4 separate regions of the Mus musculus genome follow, and all the other regions are linked to region 2. A link is a contact called in public Hi-C and promoter capture Hi-C data. All regions are on one chromosome and are shown on one strand. The core of a region is the stretch at or near the end of the contact, and the rest is flanking DNA. Distances in the headings are between cores, read along the strand shown. Region 1 holds the start of Hyls1 (HYLS1, centriolar and ciliogenesis associated). Region 2 holds the start of Zfp317 (zinc finger protein 317). Region 3 holds the start of Aasdhppt (aminoadipate-semialdehyde dehydrogenase-phosphopantetheinyl transferase). Region 4 holds the start of Alkbh8 (alkB homolog 8, tRNA methyltransferase).

The links. Promoter capture Hi-C pulls out the DNA fragments that hold promoters and counts their contacts. Hi-C and Micro-C count contacts between places; a contact is called where the count stands out from the background.
Region 1: a contact with region 2 is called in a promoter capture Hi-C map of pre-B cells. The contact joins the promoter of Hyls1 here to the promoter of Zfp317 in region 2. A contact is called at or near these places in 3 of 39 promoter capture datasets (cranial neural crest, pre-B cells and second pharyngeal arch cranial neural crest).
Region 3: a contact with region 2 is called in a promoter capture Hi-C map of second pharyngeal arch cranial neural crest. The contact joins the promoter of Aasdhppt here to the promoter of Zfp317 in region 2. A contact is called at or near these places in 4 of 39 promoter capture datasets (cranial neural crest, frontonasal cranial neural crest, pre-B cells and 1 more).
Region 4: a Hi-C map of rod photoreceptor shows a contact between it and region 2, with 9 times the contacts expected there. The contact joins the promoter of Alkbh8 here to the promoter of Zfp317 in region 2. A contact is called at or near these places in 3 of 39 promoter capture datasets (cranial neural crest, maxillary cranial neural crest and pre-B cells) and 1 of 484 Hi-C or Micro-C datasets (rod photoreceptor).

The regions. Positions count from the first base shown.
Region 1 is chr9:35,568,545-35,571,321 of GRCm38.p6, reverse strand. It overlaps Hyls1 (HYLS1, centriolar and ciliogenesis associated), which reads left to right and starts at 1,253. Exons shown (of 4, transcript NM_029762.1): 1 at 1,253-1,445.
Region 2 is chr9:19,620,739-19,623,438 of GRCm38.p6, reverse strand. Zfp317 (zinc finger protein 317) reads right to left here and starts at 1,348. Exons shown (of 9, transcript NM_172918.4): 1 at 1,154-1,348.
Region 3 is chr9:4,308,170-4,311,228 of GRCm38.p6, reverse strand. It overlaps Aasdhppt (aminoadipate-semialdehyde dehydrogenase-phosphopantetheinyl transferase), which reads left to right and starts at 1,735. Exons shown (of 6, transcript NM_026276.3): 1 at 1,735-1,975; 2 at 2,310-2,535. The coding sequence starts at 1,793. Kbtbd3 (kelch repeat and BTB (POZ) domain containing 3) reads right to left here and starts at 1,486. Exons shown (of 3, transcript NM_001164574.1): 1 at 1,295-1,486.
Region 4 is chr9:3,333,520-3,336,568 of GRCm38.p6, reverse strand. Alkbh8 (alkB homolog 8, tRNA methyltransferase) reads right to left here and starts at 1,338. Exons shown (of 12, transcript NM_026303.1): 1 at 1,319-1,338.

The sequences.
Region 1 (2,777 bases), core at 4-2,503, about 16 Mb before region 2:
GACACATTAGCTGGAGGTTCCATGCTAAAGGAAATTCCATACAAGCATTACATGAAAGCAGGATATTTGTCCTAAGAATGTGTGTAATAAAGTAGTGTCACATTGTCCATCAAGGGGTAGTCATTCAGTTTTCATAAATTCTTAACTGCCTCAGAGGTAGAGCAAGGGCCCTGATTAAAAAGCTAAGTAGGCAAGTGATAAGAGGCAGAGGCAGGTGGATTTCTGAGTTTGAGGCCAGCCTGGTCTACAAAGTAAATTCCAGGACAGCCAGGGATATACAGAGAAACCCTGTCTCAAAAAGCAAAAAAAAAAAAAAAAAACCTCAACAAAAAAAGAATTGTTTGGAAGATTTAAGCATTCTAGCATTTGAGGGGTGGGGGTACGTATGAGTGCTCTGTCTGATGAACACCCGCTCCCAGAAGAGAGCATAAGATCCCTTTATGAGCCAACCATGTGCAACTATGTGATTACTAGGAATTGAACTCAGGACCTATGGAAGAGCAACCCGTGCTCTTAACCCCAGAGCTATCTTAACAACCCAGCTTTCTATATATTAAGAAATAAACACCTATTTGTATTTGATGTAGAAAGTTAAAGTACGGGGGATGGGGGCCTCTTTTCCGATCTTACCCTCAGTAGTCCCCAAAGCACTAGGGTCCCTTTTTTTTTCTTTGTAAGTACACAAATCATTGTAAACGTCAGACATACATGTAATATTTTTATTATACTATTTTGTTAACAGTACGCTAGAAAAGGAGGGCAATAATAGTGCGTTCTGGAAGAGTGCATACCGTGCCGCGGGGACCGCTGCAGCTGGAATTGGTCGGGCGGTCCTATCGCGGGTTGCAGTGGAGACCGACTCACGAGCCGGGCCAGCCACGCCCCAGAACCCTCCCCTCCGCTACCCTCCGACGCCGCCGGCCACAGCCAAGAGCGGCTGCGGCACGGAGCAGGGCCAGCCCGTTGCCTAACCGCCAGACTAACACCCACACGACCAAGAAACAGATTCCGCGCCACGGTCCGGCGGGTTCCCACTTCAGCTCCACGCCCCAAACCCCGCTTCCGGGCCCGAGGTTGGGGAGGGCTTAGAGAAAATGTGCACCAATCGTTATGTAGACGTGGAGAACGTCTGGCCTCTGGACCAACGAGAGAGATGGTGGGCGGAGCCAAAGGCGTGGGCTCTCTTCGGGATTTAAACTTGAACAGCGGACCGTTAACGACTACGCTGAACGTGGAGGTGTCGTGCGCCTGCGCGAGTGGGAAACAGCGTTCCGGGGTGAGCCGCGACTGCTAGACCCTGGGCAGCGGCGGCCGAGGCTGGTGAGGATCACGGAGCCGGAGCGGTGGACCTTTCCTGGGACAGGGTGCAGCGGAGCCCACGCTCTTTCCCTCGGCCGCTGCGCGTGGATTCGCGTTTTCTTCCCTGCCAGGTTCTGGCGTTCAAGGTAAATCTCGGCAGCGTTGCTCGGGACGTCTTTAACTCGCAGCCCGAGCACAGGCCGCCCAAGCCCCTGCAGGTCACAATGTAATGTACACCTTGCCTGCGCCACTTTTGCCCGGTGGGCAAGCGAGTGGACAGAGCCCTCCCTGCCAGCATGGAAACGGGGACGGGTCCCTGGGGAAGTCGAGCTCACGGCACGCCCGTGGCCAGATGGTGCGACTGGTGGTGTTATTGTTGGAAGAGCAGGGAAGTAGCCTCAGGTTTGGGTTACACCTTCCGTGGATTCAAGTGTACAGCCGGCTTGCTTAGGATTTAGGATAGCAAGTAAAACTGAAGGAACCCCTCTGGGTGATCTTACCCCAGAAAGAGTGAGAAAACCCGTATAAAAACTATACAATACAAACAAAAATATCACTGTGCCCTTTCTTTCAAGTTGGCTAGGTTTTTTCAGTGTGCAGTGCTGATGAAAGTGAAAATAGAGGCACTCTAACGCGTGTGTTGAGGTAATAATCAGTTTTTCTAGAGAGCAGTTTGTCATTCAATTTAGAAGTTAAATTGCACCATAATTTCAGTTATAGCCAAATACAGGAATTTAAAGGGTTAAAAATCCCACCCCACCCCCCAGCCCTGAATCTTTTTACTGTAACTAGGTAATCCTGGAGCATTAAACTGTTTGAGGGTTTTTTGTTTTTAAGGGAAAGGTAATTTTAGTCACTATTACCCATATTTATCCTCGATATATAAGATGGCTTAGCTTGTGAGATCGTTGTAAGCAAAGGAACTGAGTATAACCTATAAACATGAGAAGTTGCATTTCACTTGTAAGCATCTACATATTTGAGGTGTAAAAATGAAGGGGACATAATTTGAACACAAAGGAACAGGACTTTATCACTGTAAGGATGCCATTAAAAATCATCTTGGCTTTAGTCTAAAATCACCCCAGGCCAACTCCAGAAGAGATATATACATGTCTCAATTAAACTTCAAAACCTTTTGAAGTAATTCCACTTTTTAAGTGAAGTAAGCTTTATTCCCTACTTTACATTTTTCTAACATTCAGTCCTACTTTGGAGTTTGTATAAATATTCTCTCTCTGAAGTAATTTTGTAAAAATACCTTTAGGAGCTTCTCATTGACTGCTTCTGTGATGACAACCAAGAAGCTAACTGAACCCATTTTCTTTTATATTCATCCCCAGACAACCTCTTAAGAGGATTTGCCTCAGCCTTGAACTCTTGCTTCTATAGACTCCAGAGTGTAACTAACACCCTTCAGTTAGGGCTCCCCCACCCCACTCCTGCCCCAATGTACTGTGCTTTAGAAATGACTTTTT
Region 2 (2,700 bases), core at 99-2,598:
TTTGGGACAGCATTTGAAATGTAATGAAGAAAATACCTAATAAAAAATTAAAAAAAAAAAAAAAACAAGTAGAAAAAAGGTTGAGAGGAAAAAAAAAGAAAATACACTTAAAATCAAATTGCTCAGCTATATAAACAGATTAACTATAAAATTTAATGGCATAAAAATGTCAATATTCTAAAGACTAAAATACAGACCCAACACACCTTGGAGAGAGAAATGCAGCATCTGGGTTTTACATCTCATTTTAAAATATAAGGTGTGACACTATTGAAAAGTGACTACCTTTTGAGTTTAAGATACTTGGTGCAATGGGATACTTGGATCAGTAGAAAAATGATTTCATTAAAATACATAATAGTATTGGGGGAACAGCAAAATCCACATATTTCACTATAGGGGAGAGAAAATATGTACTATAACAAGAGCACACGAGTCTTTAATGATCTCCATCATAATCTAGCTTATAAATTCACTAAATGGTCATCGTTTTAATATTTTTTCATAATATAAAAATTGCCATTTTATTTAAAATTTAAGTGTTCAATTTCCCTGGCACCTATCATGTTCATTATTGTGTAACCATCATCACTAACTTCTAAAGTCATGTTTATTACTTACGGATACCATTGTCACCTTGTAGACTACAAACAAAAATTTGGCCTCTGCAAAAAACATAGCTATTGCTATCTTTAATTATCTTTAATTATATGTTTATTGAAGTTGTGGCTTTTATATAAAAGCTTGGAAAAATATTATGGAAAAAGTTCAAAGTATTTAATTAGATTAACTTTCAAATTAAATTACAACTATGTTTACAAGTAATTTATTCACATGAGGATTGTCAGCCAACAAACGCATAAAGCAACTGATGATTTAACATAATAGAAAAGGTATTAGGCAAGTTTCACAATAACAAAAAGAAAAAGGTGTGCACATATCAATGATAGTTTTAGGAAGGAAACCCATGCTAAGAGCAATCACTGTCATTCCGACACCCCTGAACATCCTGGTCTACATATTTTAAAACCTCTCCTGGGTCGCCAGGATGGGGACCTCAAGGCACGCCTCCTAAGGTTTCTGCTGTCCTCATCCCGGCCACAGCCCTCCGCTTCCTGGAGCTAACGGGTTAAGTGACGAACCACGGGCTTACCAGACTGAGGGTGGAATCCAGGAAGCGGAAGTCTCCGCGGCTAAGGCGGAAGAACTAGAAGTTCACGCAAGGCCCCGGAATGCTTCAGAACGCTTCGGGGAACAGGAGGGTCCAAACACAGGGGAAACCCCAACTATCCTTTCGCACATGTGACTTCCACTAGCTCCCCGAAGCAATGGCTTCTACTTCACGTCCGTCTTCGAAATCTCGCGAAACTTCATAAGCCTTTTATAACGTGAAACCTTCACGGCGTGCATCTTGGGAAATGGAGTTTGATAACCTTAATGAGCCGTGCATTCTTGGTGAACTAGGAACTCTCGCGAAACCGATTAATTGCTTCTAAATGAGATTGAAATGGTTTATGGGAAATGTAGTTTCTACGTTGGACGGCCCTGACAAGGGTTTATGGGAAATGTAGTTTCTAGTTGGACGGCCCTGACAAGGATGCTCAAGTAGAATATATATATGTGTGTATGTGTGTATGTGTGTATGTGTGTATGTGTGTATGTGTGTATGTGTGTATGTGTGTATGTGTGTATGTGTGTATGTGTGTATGTGTGTATGTGTGTATGTGTGTATGTGTGTATGTGTGTATGTGTGTATGTGTGTATGTGTATATGTGTATATGTGTATATATGTATATATGTATATATGTATATATGTATATATATGCTTTTTCCAAGTTCTAATTGCACCACATCATCTTATGGGCCTGCCTTCAGCTTGTTCTTCTTTCTAAGATCATCAACCTGAACCTGTTAGCAGTCACTCTTCCTACTTTAAATATTGTATGCAATCACTATAACCCATAACCCATACCTATACCCCCAAAACTACACTGCCTTACTTAAGATATTTAGACACATATTTAAATACTGAAAACACACCCAACCTAACCTCAAATATAGCAGCTTTATCAACTTGTTCGTTTCAAAATCGGTGTCAACACAAAACTACTCTTGCCGCAGATAAATTTGTTCACAAACAAATACCAAAGACCATGACCCAGAAACACCAACTGAGGGTGTGACAAAAGACAAATTTTTGCCAAGGAACTGCACACATGGGATTTTATTAGTCATAGAATGAAAAGAGTGAAAGATCAAGGCATTTAATAAATATGATGGGTGATAGATTAATATCTTGCAGAAAAGTAGGACAAAAAACTCTGCTGTGTATCTGTGTTGCTATCTATAGCATTGTAAGTTTTTAGGATTGATTAAGATTATTCATGTCTTAATAATATATGTTAAAGAATTTCATAAAGGTTGTTCAGCCAGATATAGGGATGGGCAATGAAATGAACTGAGGATACTGGAAATTGCCTAAGTTAATTTGATTTATGATAGTATTTGAACTTCACATGAAGTTATAAAGTTCTCATAACCATAGTATTTCTGCATTATCAACCTATCCTCTCAGCATGGACCATGAAAATCATGATACTATTAAAGATTAAAGAATCTTCAAAGTTAGTATACATTTGTATTCTCTTTTTCCTTTCTTTTCTTTTCTTTTCCTTTTTTTCTTTTCCTTTCTTTTCTTTC
Region 3 (3,059 bases), core at 486-2,985, about 15 Mb after region 2:
TCTGGAGTGATTGCTAGAATGGCCATCATCTTCTGTCTGTCTGTCACTGGCATACACATTAGAAATTTCTCCTTCTCTGTTAGACACTTAGCATAACATGCAATTCCAGTACTCTTATCTTTAAATACATATCAAACAACAACAACAAAAAAATCCCCATCTCTTGACTTCCTATTCTCCCCTAGGCACCACTGTAATTTTCTACTCCTTATCCAGGATAACAAGCTTGACAATACTCTTTTGGTACCATTACGTCCAGTCATCATGAACCTAGTCATGTTCCTCTTTTGTCCTACTTGAACTGCTCTGGCCCACGTCACCACACTATCATCAAAAACACGGGGAAAGACACTATAACAGGATTCTTAGCTACATAGGATGAAAAACAGAACTTGAATTATTATAATTACTGATAAGGGTATTAGTGCTTGCTGTCTTTATTCATCCCCACATTGCTTACTGTAGCTTTTTCTGTGTGCTTCAGATACCTTGTCACATTATGAGGTCTTTGCAATATTCACATCTTAAATAGCACCTCACTCACTCTTTTAACAGATAAGGGGTTATATCAAGATAGCAATGTCTGTGTGTGAGTGACTCAAACTGCCATGTAGCTGCAGAAGACTCGAGGGGTGTGTAATATCACAAAAAATGTTAATGGGAATAAGTACAGATCAGACTATACCCATCTCTAGGAATACAGAACTAATGGACAGTGGTTGTGTAGATTAGATTATTGCTAGCTTTCCCAGATACTTTCTGGCCACCTTAGAAAGGTTGAATCAGCATGACACCTATCTACCATCATCCACGAAATCCACATTCATCTGCAGAGACCAACTTTTCCATGGACCCTAACTCGTCCTCGACTTTGTTCAAATGGATGTTCACAGAAGAGCACCGACATCCATCTACACAAGCAACCAAGGAAACAGAAATGCACTGGTGTGACGGCAGGAAGAACAGCATGAGGCATCAAGGTGCGCAGAACCCTTGAGGGGCACAGCAAAGCTTAGAGGGCTTGCACCACCGATTCTGTTCTCGGTTGGCCCGGGGTAGACAGGGAGGTCTGCGGAGGGCCCATTGGCAAACGAAGGGAAGGGTCACCTCCCTGCCGGCTGCCATATAGAACTCCCTGTGCAGAAGGCTCCTCGCTGCGGACCTTTCCTTTCCGGAGCGCTCACGAGATGCACCACAACCGAGAGTAGTAGGAGCCTTGCCTCCAACAGCCAGATTCAAGCCGGTCCAAGCCGGTCCAAGCCCACTCCTCCCTCAAACCGCACAGCTCACCCACCTGCAACTGCAGTCGGTGAAGTCTCCACCCAGGCCCAGCCTGTAAACTCCGGCTGCGATTGGCTTGTGCGACTGTCTCGTTAGCTCTTTCTCCAGAGTGAGCAGCTAAAACGGTTCTGAGAAACTCTGGTCCCGCCCTTTCCGAGGAGAGCGAGCTAAGCTCACAAGACGTCACGCCGTGCCGCAGAGCTCTGGGTTGACTCTGAATCTCCGCCCCAAACCGCCCTGCCGGCTTCCGTAGGAGACGTACAGGTTGGGGGCGAAGCTGCGTCAGGCCACGCCCCCACGCTCAACCCTGAACTAAAGGTGGGGGTGGGGGGGTCTGTGAAACTTCTAAGCCGGGCGTCCAGCTACTTCGCACAGACGCCTGAAAAGGGGTGGAGCCTGGTAACGTCTGTTGCGAGGTGCTGCCCCTTTGCGCAGACTCCGGAGCGACGGGGCGTGGCTACGTCAGCGTCTGCTCTACCTGGCTTGAGGATCAGCGGACCGAGCCGGTCGTATGGTGTTCCCCGCTAAGAGGCTGTGCGTGGTGCCATCCATGGAGGGCGTTCGTTGGGCATTCTCCTGCGGTACCTGGCTGCCAAGTCGAGCCGAATGGCTTCTGGCGATGCGGTCTATCCAGCCGGAGGAGAAGGAGCGCATCGGCAAGTTCGTGTTTGCCCGCGACGCCAAGGCAGCCTTGGTACTTGAGGCCTGCGACTTTTGGGAGGCGGGCCGGGCTGCGGACTCCCACGTGCGCTCGTGGCGTTGCGGTCTCGGAGCCTCCGGAGTGCGTGCGACCGTCTTCAGCCTTCGTATCCCGGAGGCCTGGGTCACTCACATCTAGTCTTCCCTTGTGAGGTTGCCTGTGGAGACCCTTACCCTAAAATTGGAGGCGGGGCCTATGGAGTAATCGTCTGTTTACTAATGAATGTGTTTATACTTTGAAACTTAGAAGCCATAAATATACTTTCTAAGCAGTGTACTTATGCGATTAGTAGATAGCAATACACACCGTGTGTTTTATGTCTGAACAGGCTGGTCGTTTGATGATAAGGAAATTAGTTGCAGAGAAATTGAATATCCCTTGGGATCATATCCGTCTGCAGAGAACTTCAAAGGGAAAGCCGGTTCTTGCGAAAGACTCGTTGAATCCATATCCCAATTTCAACTTTAACATCTCTCACCAAGGGGACTATGCAGTTCTTGCTGCAGAACCTGAGGTACAGGTTGGCATTGATATCATGAAGACTAGTTTTCCAGGTGATGGTTCACTTTTATGACATATTAAGTGTTTTATGTCTCAGATCTTAACTATTAGGCAGTTGTAAGTTTACTGGCAGTACTTAATTTACTGATAAAACATTTAACCAAAAAGGATGCATTTCCTTTAACTTTTATCTATAGAGACAGTAGATTCTATATTACTGTACCTTTTAACCCCTTTAAATTGTTAGCTACATTTTCTTTAGGTATCATCATTTTTCTAAGTATTTTTGTTTTTTTCTTGTTACAAAATAAGCGAGGCTGAATTACAAAGATGAGCTTCTTTAAGCTCATTGTTCTGAGTTCAAGGAAACCCTTGAGGACTGGGATAATAAGTTTATTAATGAAGGTGGTACCCGCTATGGCCTTGCAGTGCTCTTGTATTGGCAATTAAGCTTCAGCATGAATTTTTAAGAAGCCTTTTTGAAGCACAGCTCCAATGAAAGGACTTAATGGTATTGTTGAAGGCTTGTTCTAAAGTAACTGCTACTGTAGAGGAGTCAGGCTTATTTTTGTGAATA
Region 4 (3,049 bases), core at 89-2,588, about 16 Mb after region 2:
ACCCGGGTTCAAGTCCTAGCACCCACATAGTAATTCAAACCATTCACAACTCCAGTTCCAGATCTCACTCCTTCTTCTGGCATGTAGGTGGTATATAGATACACATGCAGGTGATACATGTCTTTTGAATTAATAAGCTATCCAAATTACATTATCTATTTAAAAAGAAAGCAGAGTTAAACATTAAGACTTAGAAAAAAATTACCGTTTCTGAATTACACACTCTATTTTTTCTTACACTCATTGTTTGTTATCTTCTGTAAGTGAATAGAAAGTTAAGTACATGAAGTAGTGATTTTGTCTGTATTATTCACCGGGTAGTACACAGCACTTAAACAGGATGTGATATGTAGTAGCGACTCATTAAATATACATATTTAAATAAACCTAAGCAGAATTTGCCATTTTAGCTATTAAACTCCGTAATTCTAATTTTGGCAGCCATCTTCAGCGATTTCCGTAACACCCACCGAGTGAGTATCCCAATTATCTGCATGTGTTGGAGTCAGAAACTCTCGTCTACAATCTTGGGTACCTGCTAAACAGCTAGAGACAAACGTTAAACGAAATCATCAAAACCACAGTCTGACACTACTTGACCCCAGAAGCAGAAGGACTGATCAAGAAAAAAATATAAGGCAGATGTGGGCCAAGAGTGCCTTGCATATCCGTGCTTCACAGAATTGATGCTTGCTGAAAAACGACTAAAAGCAAGGGTTGGTCTTCAACCCCTATGGCAGCTAATACAGACACCGCTAGGCATCCATCATATGCCAAACATAAGGACATTAGATCCTACCAGGGTTCCCAACGGCCTTACCTCCCCAACCCATAAACTGCACTCTTCGCGGTCTGAGTCGGCCCATGCTGGTCAGGACAGAGCAGACAGGGAGCTGAAAGGAGTAAGCCAGGATTTGCGATCCTCCATATCCCCAGGCCCCAATCAGGTGGCGTACACTTTTCTCTCTCCTCACCAGAAATGTTCACCTCCCAGCTGCTTTGTCAATCGCCAGCCTTCCCCGGTGCAGCCTGACCACCTATGCTCTGACACCCTTTCAACCGGACGCCGCCATGTTGCAGACAATAGTACTACATTTCCCATGAGTCCCTGGGGCTACCACAACCCCCTTCGGGACTCAAATTCTTTGTTGACCCTTTCTCCGCCAAATGTCTGTAAACTGCTGCTTGAAACAGAAAATTTGGCTGCTTTATTTGGGTGAATAGTAATCGTTGGAATAGGACCTACAACTATCACGTTACTAAATGCTAAACATTTGATCTTATACTCACAAATAACTGTAGTCTTAAGGGAACTTACCTGTGTAAACCACACCAATCGAAATGCAGAGCTGTAGAGTTCAGTCTCAACTGACATCTACAGCACAACTCCTATACCTCAGGCTTAGAACACTGCAGAGAAAATGGAGGTGGAGAAACGGAAGTTTACTGTGAATTGTGTCTCCTGGGAACATCAGAAGCCACACCCATAAAGTCTCTCTAGTGTGACTGCCTATACTGAACTGAACAAAGACAATGAAAACGGTTGTGTTTGTGTGGTCAGGCAAAGAGTCGAGAACGTCTAAACCCTACACAAAGAACAATATGCAAATAAGGAATTCTGAGAGCAAGAGAAATACTTTTCTCCAGGGAAGAGCACGCCAATTGTTTATCCAACAATGAATGATCAGCCTGAAAACACTTAAATACAAGAAACATTGTACAATTTGTATTAATGTATGTATGTACAATTAATAATAAAAGAGGTGATGAATTTGAAAGAGCAAGGACGATGGGTATAGGAGAGGGTTTGGAGGTAGGAAATGCAATGAGTAAATTATAATATAATCTAAAAAACCAGAAAGAGTAGAAACTCTAAAACAGAAGAAACTGGATCTACTTCAGGAAAGATATTTCAAAGTAAAGTTTAAATGGCAGAAAAATTAAAGACAATAATTATATCCCTATTATGAGATTGACTCATGACAAAAAAACAGTAACAGTATTGTTTTTAATTTGTAGTATTTACTCAACTCCACATTGTTAGGCCTCAAAGAAAGAGGGACAAATCACTGACTGAAGTGCCTACTAAAACATCAATGCAAATACTTGCAGCTCTCTGCAACATTACTCAGTACCTGTTGCTCCTCCCAGCACTGCTCACCTCTCCCCTTCCCCTAAACCTTTCCATCTCAGGGACTAACTTTCTGCTTCTTCCCTTCCCGACTTATTGATCTCCATATAACATAGCTATTTTGGACACTGGGTCTCTTGGCCTATTGGCTCCTATCTGGTTCTACTCCTGGCTCTTTCTTGGTACACTTGCATCCCTCTCTTCTCTCTTACCCCCTCCCAACCCCCCAAAGCCAAGCTCTGTCTGTTGGCCATGTTCAGTATAAACACTTCCAGATGTTTCTGGCTATTCTCTCCCTCATATCTACAATAAACCTCCTCTTCAAAACATACCTTGGGGCAGTCATGTTGTTTGATTTTTCCTATGAAGACTTGGGAACCAGATGCTGGGAAGAAAGCCTGCTAGCTCTGCGAGGCAGAGAAAGTACCCAGTTGACCTTCCTCCTCAGCCAATGTCCCAGAAGGAATACCCCTTAAAAAATGCCCACCTTAAAAAAAATCTTTTTTAAACTGAATTTTCTTCCTTCTTACTTCCTGTGTGTCTCTCTATCCATCCTTCTGACATACTCTTACTCTCTTTGGTTCTTTTCTCAATAATTCTATAGTCATTTCTTGTCAAGTGGTTGCTTTCTCTAACTCTTGACTTTATTTAATCCTGTTTACACTACTCAGACAGAAAGCTCTTGCATTAAAAGTATGTGCTAAGACTGAGCCACACCACCACCACCACAACAAAAAATTTCCAGTAAATCACATAATCTCAAGGTACACACAGTATGATTAAATATCCTTCAACATAGTCATGTTCTCATTTGTTTTTCATCCGGTGCAGAAACCACCACAGAAATAACACAAATTAGTTTCTTTTAAAGGTAGCTGGTCTCTCTAAATTATGCTGACTATTTGAATCTCTTAAGGT